3 separate regions of the Mus musculus genome follow, and regions 2 and 3 are each linked to region 1. The links are chromatin contacts, called in public HiChIP or PLAC-seq maps. All regions are on one chromosome and are shown on one strand. The core of a region is the stretch at or near the end of the contact, and the rest is flanking DNA. Distances in the headings are between cores, read along the strand shown.

Region 1 (3,003 bases), core at 205-2,704:
GTACTACTGTTCAGAGCTGGTATTTGAACAGTAGGTTCCTGATCCAACTGTTTCAGCCCTCACCCAATTCCCTTTGTTGTTTTGAACTCACAGATATCCACCTGCCTCAGCCTCCCAATTAAAGGTGTCCCACCACTGCCTGGCCTCCTCCTGTTTTTCACTTGTACCATGTTGCCCTTGTTAGCACCTTGCCCCTTCTTTTCATTTTTTCTTGGTGTCTTCCAAGCATCCTAGGTAAGTCCAGTACACTTTCTGTTGAGTGAAATTGGCCCAGCGAGAGGATGGTGAAGAAGGTCTGGGTGACGGACTGACTATCTTGACTTAGTCTCCTTTCTGAAGCTCCTTTGGACCCTCAAACCCAGGGTAACTTTTGTGTCACACAGGGTATATTTGTCAACCACAACACTGATCTGCAACAAGGAGGATGGATGTACCAGCAAGGTGTGAATATACTGTCAAGATGCTAAGAGTTTAATAGCTCTTACTTCCAAAGGTCTGGGATGTTTCCATTGTATGCCTGCCTTTGATCCTTGTGTCAGGTTAGATGGCCTATTCTCAGGAAGGTCTCCATTTATCTCATGCTACTCTTCGTAACATGAAACCATGACTTTCTACAGGCATGCTCTTATCCTAGAAACTCATTTACATCGCCATCCTTTGCTGTCCCTATTGCTCACAGTGTCATGACTTCGAAGTGTGTGATTTTATGTGGGCTCTACAGTTTTTTTGTTTGTTTGCTTGTTTGTTTTTTAATGAAGACAACTCTTTTCTTTATTCAATCTTTCATACTCATCTACTGAGCACTCTTGATTAAAACAATGTCAGTGAATGAGGAAAGGCCAAGACAGCTTTAAAGCAAATAAGAGAGTACTAAATCATGACAATTATAATTTCTTATCACGTTGAGGTGGGGATGGAGCAGAGCTGAGGGCACATACCCAGCATTCCTGGGACCTTGCCAGCACCACAAAATTTAAAAACAAAAAAAAGAGCCAGGCCTGTTTTACATGTCTAGAATTCAGGAACTGACCATGTGGTGTTTTCCAGACACAGAAGTTACCCTGAACAACACTGTGAGTCCTGCAAGGTCTTCCAGAACACCTCTGGGAGGCCAACAAGCCAATCACTGCTTTATATGGTCTGCTCTGGCACGTGCTATGAAGACAGCATCTGTGGCTACAATCCTGCCACCAATTAAAATGCTGGGTCCATTCCAAGAGGGACTTGCCTGACACCTTTGAGCAATCTTCTTCTTTTTCCCTTGTGATTTCTTCCTACCTGAATTTTGTCAAAACTGCTTTAGAATCTGGATCAACTTTCTTTCCAATCTAAAGGAATTTGCATATTACCATCAACTGTGTATCAGTAAAGCCCAACCCCCTTCCTACCAAAGACACATCCAGCACATTGTCGGGCCTCCGCCATGCCTGCCTCACACTTCCTGCAAACACAGCGAGACTGCCATAGTTCCGCTTTAACTGAGAGCACTTGCTTTTCTCAAGTGTTAAGTCAAAGTGTTAAGTACAAGTTGACATGCTTGTGACTCATTTTAAAATAGCAAATTATAATCAGCCAACACTGTATGAAGCATGAAAGTCATTCTCTAAATCACATGTCTACACGAACACTGAGCTGGAAAAATGTGGAGAACAAACCCGAAACATATCTCCTTCATATATTACATTACCAGTTTGTCATCAACCCTTGGAAGGATTTCTAAAATATGCTACTGATATTAAGGTTGCTATGTAACAAAACTCTCAACAAGCTCACTGAAATAATTTTTAAAATATATATAGTATGAGTGTCTGCTGTGAGTGTAGGGGAGTGTCAGAGGGCAGAAAAGGGAACCATGGAATGCACTGGAACTGTAATGATGGGCAGCTGTGAGCCACGCAGTGCGGGCAGTATAAACCAACTCTGGAGGAGCAGTAAGTGCTCTTAATCTTCGAGCCATCTCCCCAGATCCCCACGACCTCCTCCAAGCAACATAGCTAATGGTTAAATAACTATTGCCATTTGGGCAGTAAAATTTAGCAACTATGGTTGCTTTTAGCTTTTTGAAACATAACTTTTCTATACAAACGTAGTACAAAGAACACCCTTAATGAAAAACAAAACTTGTTTTTTTTAACAGTCCATGTGACTAACTTGGGCTTGGGTCCCAGACTCTGGATCTACAGTAATGTTTCTCAAATAAGAATTGTGGATCCTAGAATGTTCTTTTTCTTTGGAACAACTGCTCCTTTGTCCACATTCTTTGCTTGGCTTTATGTGGTATCTGCCATCAGATACCACAGAGCCTTGGACATGTGCCTAATTTTTTCTAGTTTGACATTTGGATACCTAATCTAAAGGTCAAATTCTGATGTATAGAAGTCCCTAAACTATGTTTCCTCCTTTGCTTACAGACAAATCCTGATGTTTCAATTCCTCCATTCCTTTGATTCTACTTGATCCCTACTCTCCAGAAGAAAAACAAAAAGGTAAAACTGTGAAGTTACCTCCAACTTAAGACACAGCATTTTTACAAACAGTTAAAATACAACATGAATACTGACTCTTGCTTGCAAAATTAGTCCAATATATTTGCAATTCTCAACTAGGCAAAGTCTCAAACTACGGGAACCAAAAAAATTAACTGTAGAGAAACTAACTAAAAGACAAAAAAAAAAAAAAAAAAAAAAGCAGCAAAGACCCATGGACAGATGCCAGGGGGCCTAAATAACATAAGGAGCATTAAATACTGATGACTATAAGGAGGAGTGGAGAGATGGCTCAGTAGCTAAAGCATTTGCTACTATTGCAGAGGATCCAAGCCTGCTTTCCAGCAACTGCATGGAGTAGCTCACGATTGCCTGTAACTCTAGTTCCAGGAAGACAGCCCCCTTTTCTGCCCTCCTTGGGAACCCTTTTACAAGTGGTGTACACTAATGCAGACATATATAAAAACATTAAAGTGAAAATAAACTGCAAAGTGTGGTAGTTCAAACCTTTAATCCC
Region 2 (3,003 bases), core at 345-2,844, 370 kb before region 1:
TATTGGAGATCCAAACTCCAGTGCACCATATCCACCGAGTCATCTCCTCAGCTCCTAGAATTTTCTTTAAGAGGAAGGCCAGTCTTGTTCATTACATCTATGGACCATGGGTCTCTGTGGAAATGCAGATTCTTGAGTCCGAATAGAAATTAACTCAGGGTCTCCAGGTTCATGTGCAGGTAGTCCTCGGGAGATTGTGATCATTGTGATGGAGACGTGTGCTGATTGATCCTACCAAACGATGAACACGTCTTGGCTCGAATCTAAGTTCCAGATGTTCAGCAAGGCAAAGTCCCAGTTTTCCTCTTTTTGAAGAATGTTACTTCCAGTATGATAGCTATTCATCGCACATACTTACTTGATTGTTTCTCTTGTTTTTATTTAGATGGAGCAAAACCTGATTCTGAGCCCCAGTATGTGAGTGTGGGTGGAGGGACGTGAGTTAATAGCATTCTGTTTTCTATCCTTCGTTTTATTTGATTAGCTACTTGATGTGATTTCTACTGCATGTTCTAGAACCCCACAGTCAACGGAACTGGAAACAGTCCCATCTGCTCTTTCATGGGATAGATAGACCCATGATCTTGTGTGATCATGATCTAGGATCTACATTGACCCTCCTCAAATTCTCTTCTGTATATATTGGCTAAAGATTGACCTCAAACTGATATGTAAATTCTGCTGGAGGTGCCAAATAACACTTGGATATATAAGTGTAATGGTAAGGCTTACAGTTGTTCAAAAGGAAGAAAAAATAACCCTTTTTCCTCTATGGTTCTTGGGATCATGCTGTCCTAGTAAACCTCCTTAGCGTGTGAAATTAAAGCTGGGGAAAGCAATATCACAATATGTTTGGTGGCTGGAAATGTCATTCAGAATCAAGAACATGAGTGTGCAGGAAAAGGAACGGCTAAATAATTCATGAGGCAGCTTTTACTATTAGTACTATCACAAGCCCTATTAATTCTTATAAAATGGTAGGATTTGAAGTTGGGTTCAGTGGCCTATGAGAAAACATGAGTTGTCATCATTTTAATATGTTTTTGTAGCCCAATCCCTGACACCATTCAAAACTACATTTCAAAACAATAACGCTGGAAACAATTATTTTTGAACAAAGACATTATTTTAAATGTTCTTGTTGAGTAAATAACTGGACAGTGACTTACTCCAATTAAAATCTCATTACAGCTTCCCTTCGTGGAAGGATTGGAGGGCTGGCTGGAGCTGACGTTTTCCTTTACAGAGAGGGTGGAATTTCCATGAAGGTCAGGGTTTATCCCTCCAGCAGAGGTTAGACAGGGCAATGTTTTGGCAGTAGAATAAAGAGCCCAGAGAGGATGGAAAAGTGAGATTACAGAGAATATTAAAATATACTTGGTACTTCCCTAACTGTGAAACAACGTCACATGATACATGTCTGCTGCTGCTAAATGCACATGCTTAGAAGCCAGAGAATTGTTTTCTTTTGCTGGTTCTGCTGCTTCTCCACCCCACCCCCCAACCCCAACCCCAACCCCAACCCCAACCCCAATGGCCTCTCTGTATAGACACGCCCAAAACATTTGGCTTCTTCCCAGAACTCCAGACTCTAGTGCTGCTATAAAAATAGCTGTGAGCTACAAAACAAAGGGTGGGAAAGTCTGCACTTCTGAAAGGGGCCTTGTTTCTCCTCAGTCCATTAGATTTATACATGTACAAACTCATCAGTGCACACAGGTAAGTGCACGCAGATATCCACATGCATGGGGCTGAGAGACATATGAAGTGAAAATTTTACCATAGGGTTATGATTTCTGTTCTCTCTCTCTCTCTCTCTCTCTCTCTCTCTCTCTCTCTCTCTCTGTGTGTGTGTGAGAGAGAGAGAGAGAGAGAGAGAGAGAGAGAGAATCATTCCAGATGTCACTAGATAACAGTAAACTGTTTCCATGAAAAGCTGTAGAAGCAGTCTTAGCTCATATGGAAATAATGTTTTAACTAGCTGGGAGTGGTTCCTGAGGTTTGCCCTGATTCTGCCTGGATCCAAGCTCCTCGCCTGGATCGCTGCAGAATCCAGATTCAGGTACCAGAAGTATGGTAAAATTAATGTCAGACTGAAAAAGACAAACAATTAACAGTCATTGGCTTCAGTCAGGGCAAAATTATCCTTCAGACTAGAACAGAACTCTGAGGACTTCAGATTGCCAATCAACCACCTAAACAAACAAGTAGATAGATAGATGATAGATCGATAGATAGATAGATAGATAGATAGATAGATAGATAGATAGATAGATAGATGCTGCAATGAAACCACAGAAATGCACAGAAAGAAATGGACCAGGAGTAGTATACATCATAGCAAGAAGGGGAATCTTCTCTATATAGCTACAGAATTGATGGATCATATTTTTTTTTTATTGCTTGTCTGTAATGAAACATCTTGGTTGCCTAAATCGATTTCACATAATTTAAAATCTAGTGAAATGTCAGCATTGTCTCCTGAAATTAAAATCTCTTTATTATTTCAAGAAAAATAAATATGAGCATGTTCTTCAGATTTATGCTTGGAGCATCCATTGACAACTCCTAAGAAAACTGCCATTCCAGTCCCAACAGGAGTAGAGACCAGAGTCCAATGTCTTGTGCCTTTTTCAATTGTTCTCCATCATATTTTTTGAGATAGGATCTCTTGATGAATCCGCAGCTCATTTATTCAGCCATACCTGCTTGGTCAGCACATTCCAGGGATCCTCCTGCCTCTGCTCGTCGGTGCTGAGGCTACAAGGACCTGCTGCCACGCCTAACATTTCCATGAGTACCAGGCATCTAAACCTAGGTCCTCATGATTAGTTAAACAGAGCAAATTCTTTACCTACTTAGCCATGTCCCCCAGCTCCACACAGTAGGTATTGACACATGCTTACAGCTGAGTATCTTCTGACCAGCAAGGCTTAGGAAATAACCTCTGGAAGCTTGGATCCCATCATACACACATCATGAGTCCTGTGAACCACAAACACC
Region 3 (3,003 bases), core at 173-2,672, 290 kb after region 1:
AATAGGACTCTACTGAAAGCTCCAGACGTTCACATGCATACATACCACTTAGTTCACTGTTACAATAGACTTCTGTGTTAAAGTTGGAAAGCAATTATTAACATTCATCATATTCAAAAGTCAGTTCTACTTGATCACTAACCCACATATAATGCACATTTTAAAAATTCCTATTTTGTGTGTGGTACCCTGTGCAATGGCACTTGTAATTCAAACACACATGGACACTGCTCATGCTAGCTCATTTAATCCTCCACTTCTACCAAAGGCAGTGCTCAGGACTAATCACAGGACTCAGAGGACTAACACGGGACGATCACTGTAAGCTTAAGGCTAGCCTGGGCTATACAGTAAGACTCTGTCAGGGAGAGAGAGGGAAAGAGAAAGGGAATGGGAGAGGGGGAGGTGAAGAGGGAGGGGGAGGGGAAAGGGAGTGGGAGAGGGAGAGAGCTAGCTGGCTAGCAATTAAGCTAATAGAAGATATTACCTGATTTTACCCTTATTTTACAGTGTGAGTGTTAAAAGTTGGGTACTTCAGCTCTGATTTGCTGACCAAGTATCTCTGAAATGTCCAAGCTGAGTAAGATGGAAAGACTTCACCAAAGGAAAGGAAAAATGGGTGAATCACACTTAGGTGGGGACTGGCTAAGAAGTCACTATTTCAGTAAGCAGAAATATACTAAACAGCAGTGGTGCCAAAGCGTTGTGGCTTATGGAGAGGAGGGTCTAAGATGATCAGGTTCATGAAAACAATGTTAAGGCACAACTACCACCACTAAGAAAGCCCTCAGATTACCATAAATATAATACATACCAAAGAGTATATATAAACCTGTACCAAGATTCTAGGCCCCTCTTACATCAACCCTCAAACCCACGTCAAGTCAGAGGGGAATGTGAAAGTGCAGAGTTCAACTCTTTCTGCTTTACCATTTCCTAACCCTGTTTAATAAACAGGTCTGAGAATTCATGAGGCACTCAAGATGGACCCATGCCACTGTTTTTAGTAAGCCTGAAAGTAAGAGAGTCATAAAGTAACAAATAGTTTTTCCTCAGATTCAAAAATCCCACCTTAATATATTCCTACGGAAAGCCACAACCAGACACTAGGACGAGCAGTGAAAGCGACCAAGACCAGTTGAAGCTGTCAGCCCATCATTGGATAATCACACATCTGATTTGCTGCGCACTGCATCTCAGATTAACAAGAGCTCACATGGCCTCTGAAAAGGTCAATTTGCCAAGTTCTTATATAAATACTGTTAAAAATAGAAAAAAAGCAGAGAAAAATTAAATGTTAGGTAACTTAATGACTTCTAATCATTTTATTAGATGATCATTTGTAACATGGAATTCATGTTCAGGGGTCATAACACCACTAAGTGATCGCATGATGCAATACTGCCATCTGCTGTTCAAAAGCTAGAAACACATCTTATTTTTAACACAAACCTTCTGAAGGCCAGAGTGTTGAACATACTCAACTACTAATGTCCCTGAAGTTTTTAGACCCAAAATTAAAGAAGGCAACAAAAAATAAAAATAAAAAAATTAAGTATGTTTTAAATGATGCTTTCATGGTAATTTGTCATCTACTCATTTTCTTAAGAAAGAAAACTACAATTTAAACACAGGCTATTTCTACATAAATTACTCAAGAACACTGTACAATATTTTTAAGCATAATCTGAACTTTATTAAGCAATTAAATAGGTATCAGATTTCTGAAAGTATATGGATATGTGTTTTATTTGTCTCATAAAACCTCTAACATGTAGGTAGAACACAGTGTAGCAGGCCAGAAGTTTTTTAAAGCCTCAATCTCCTGATACAGTTCCCCTTTCAATCAAGTTTATTCAGGAAAACAGCATATGGCTGGCTTTGCTGCTCACAAGCTACACAAAGCTGAAGTTTAGGTCAAATGTTAACAGCATGAAGAACAAACTGCAAGCTCACAAGGAGAAACAGGAGAATGGTAACAGTATCACAATTTTAATAGTGGGAAAATTGGGAAAGCAGGTTTTCACTCTGTATCAAATGACTCACTAGCATGGAAGTCTAACCATTGCTGGCCATTCATTTTAGACAAATGATAAGCGTCTTCAGAGCGAGGACCCAGAACCAAGAACTAGAGAATTCACTTACTCCTTTAAAAATAGTGAAGATTCTGAGAGAATCCCTGTCTTGAAAAACAAAAAACAAAAAATGAAGATTCTAATCAATCATTCAAATTCTGGAGACCAAACCAGATTTTCCAACTAATCCTTCAAGAAAGCCAACATTCTCCTCAATCATTCAAGATTATTTAAACATAAGGAGAATACTGCTTGAAGTACAAAGGACACAGGAAAGGCCCACACTCCTTGGTTTGTACAGATGACACAGTATAGGACAAATCAGGGCTGCTTAGCATTCTGTCCAAAATGAGTTTGGGCACTTCCTAAGAAGCCAAATATGGGGAAATTTCTCAGCCAACTAGACAAATAAATCAAATATATATATTTGATTTGATATATATATTAATTATTTCTGTGCTGCCTGAAAAACAAACATGTATATAAAGAAGAAACAGAAACTAACAGAGAAATCACGAAAGTAGCTCTGTGAGGAGTGTCAACCTAGCACTCCAGAATCCCTAAGTTCAAATCCAAGCATAGCCTAAGTTTGTAATCTCAGCCACTTCAAAGAGGCAACAAATCATTGTGTATCCCACTTTATACCTCGGCAACAAAGTCTTAAACACCCTTCTAAATATAGTTATAGTTCAATAAGGTACTACAAAATATTTGTGTGTGTGTGCATGTATGAGTATATATGCAAATGCATGTGTGCACAGTAACACATGCAAATGCATGTGTGCACAGTAACACATGCAAATGCATGTGTGCACAGTAACACATGCAAATGTATGAGCATGTGTGTGGAGGCAAGTGGACAGCCTCTCACTGGCCTAGACCTTGCCAAGCAAGCATGGCAAGAGACCCAGGAATCTGTCTGTCTGCC

What was found. HiChIP or PLAC-seq counts read pairs in DNA pulled down with a chosen protein or histone mark.
Region 2: an H3K27ac HiChIP or PLAC-seq map of heart atrium shows a contact between it and region 1, with 5 read pairs. The contact joins two enhancer-like sites. A contact is called at or near these places in 2 of 115 datasets of contacts at active chromatin or transcription factors (cardiomyocytes and heart atrium).
Region 3: an H3K27ac HiChIP or PLAC-seq map of heart atrium shows a contact between it and region 1, with 5 times the contacts expected there. The contact joins two enhancer-like sites. A contact is called at or near these places in 2 of 15 datasets of contacts at CTCF or cohesin (the NIH/3T3 cell line and large pre-B cells) and 2 of 115 datasets of contacts at active chromatin or transcription factors (astrocytes and heart atrium).

The regions. Positions count from the first base shown.
Region 1 is chr13:29,548,912-29,551,914 of GRCm38.p6, forward strand. All of the region lies in intron 10 of Cdkal1 (CDK5 regulatory subunit associated protein 1-like 1), which reads right to left. Among named protein-coding and RNA genes, the nearest start is that of Cdkal1, 310 kb to the right of the region's middle. Within about 2 kb of position 1,455, at least 39 of the 459 cell types and tissues checked have an H3K27ac peak or open chromatin away from gene starts, as enhancers often do. A contact at or near this core is called in heart atrium, where this site is marked.
Region 2 is chr13:29,176,732-29,179,734 of GRCm38.p6, forward strand. No RefSeq gene overlaps it. Among named protein-coding and RNA genes, the nearest start is that of A330102I10Rik, 160 kb to the left of the region's middle. Within about 2 kb of position 1,595, at least 13 of the 459 cell types and tissues checked have an H3K27ac peak or open chromatin away from gene starts, as enhancers often do. A contact at or near this core is called in heart atrium, where this site is marked.
Region 3 is chr13:29,837,444-29,840,446 of GRCm38.p6, forward strand. The region is part of intron 4 of Cdkal1 (CDK5 regulatory subunit associated protein 1-like 1); the gene reads right to left. Among named protein-coding and RNA genes, the nearest start is that of Cdkal1, 17 kb to the right of the region's middle. Within about 2 kb of position 1,423, at least 11 of the 459 cell types and tissues checked have an H3K27ac peak or open chromatin away from gene starts, as enhancers often do. A contact at or near this core is called in heart atrium, where this site is marked.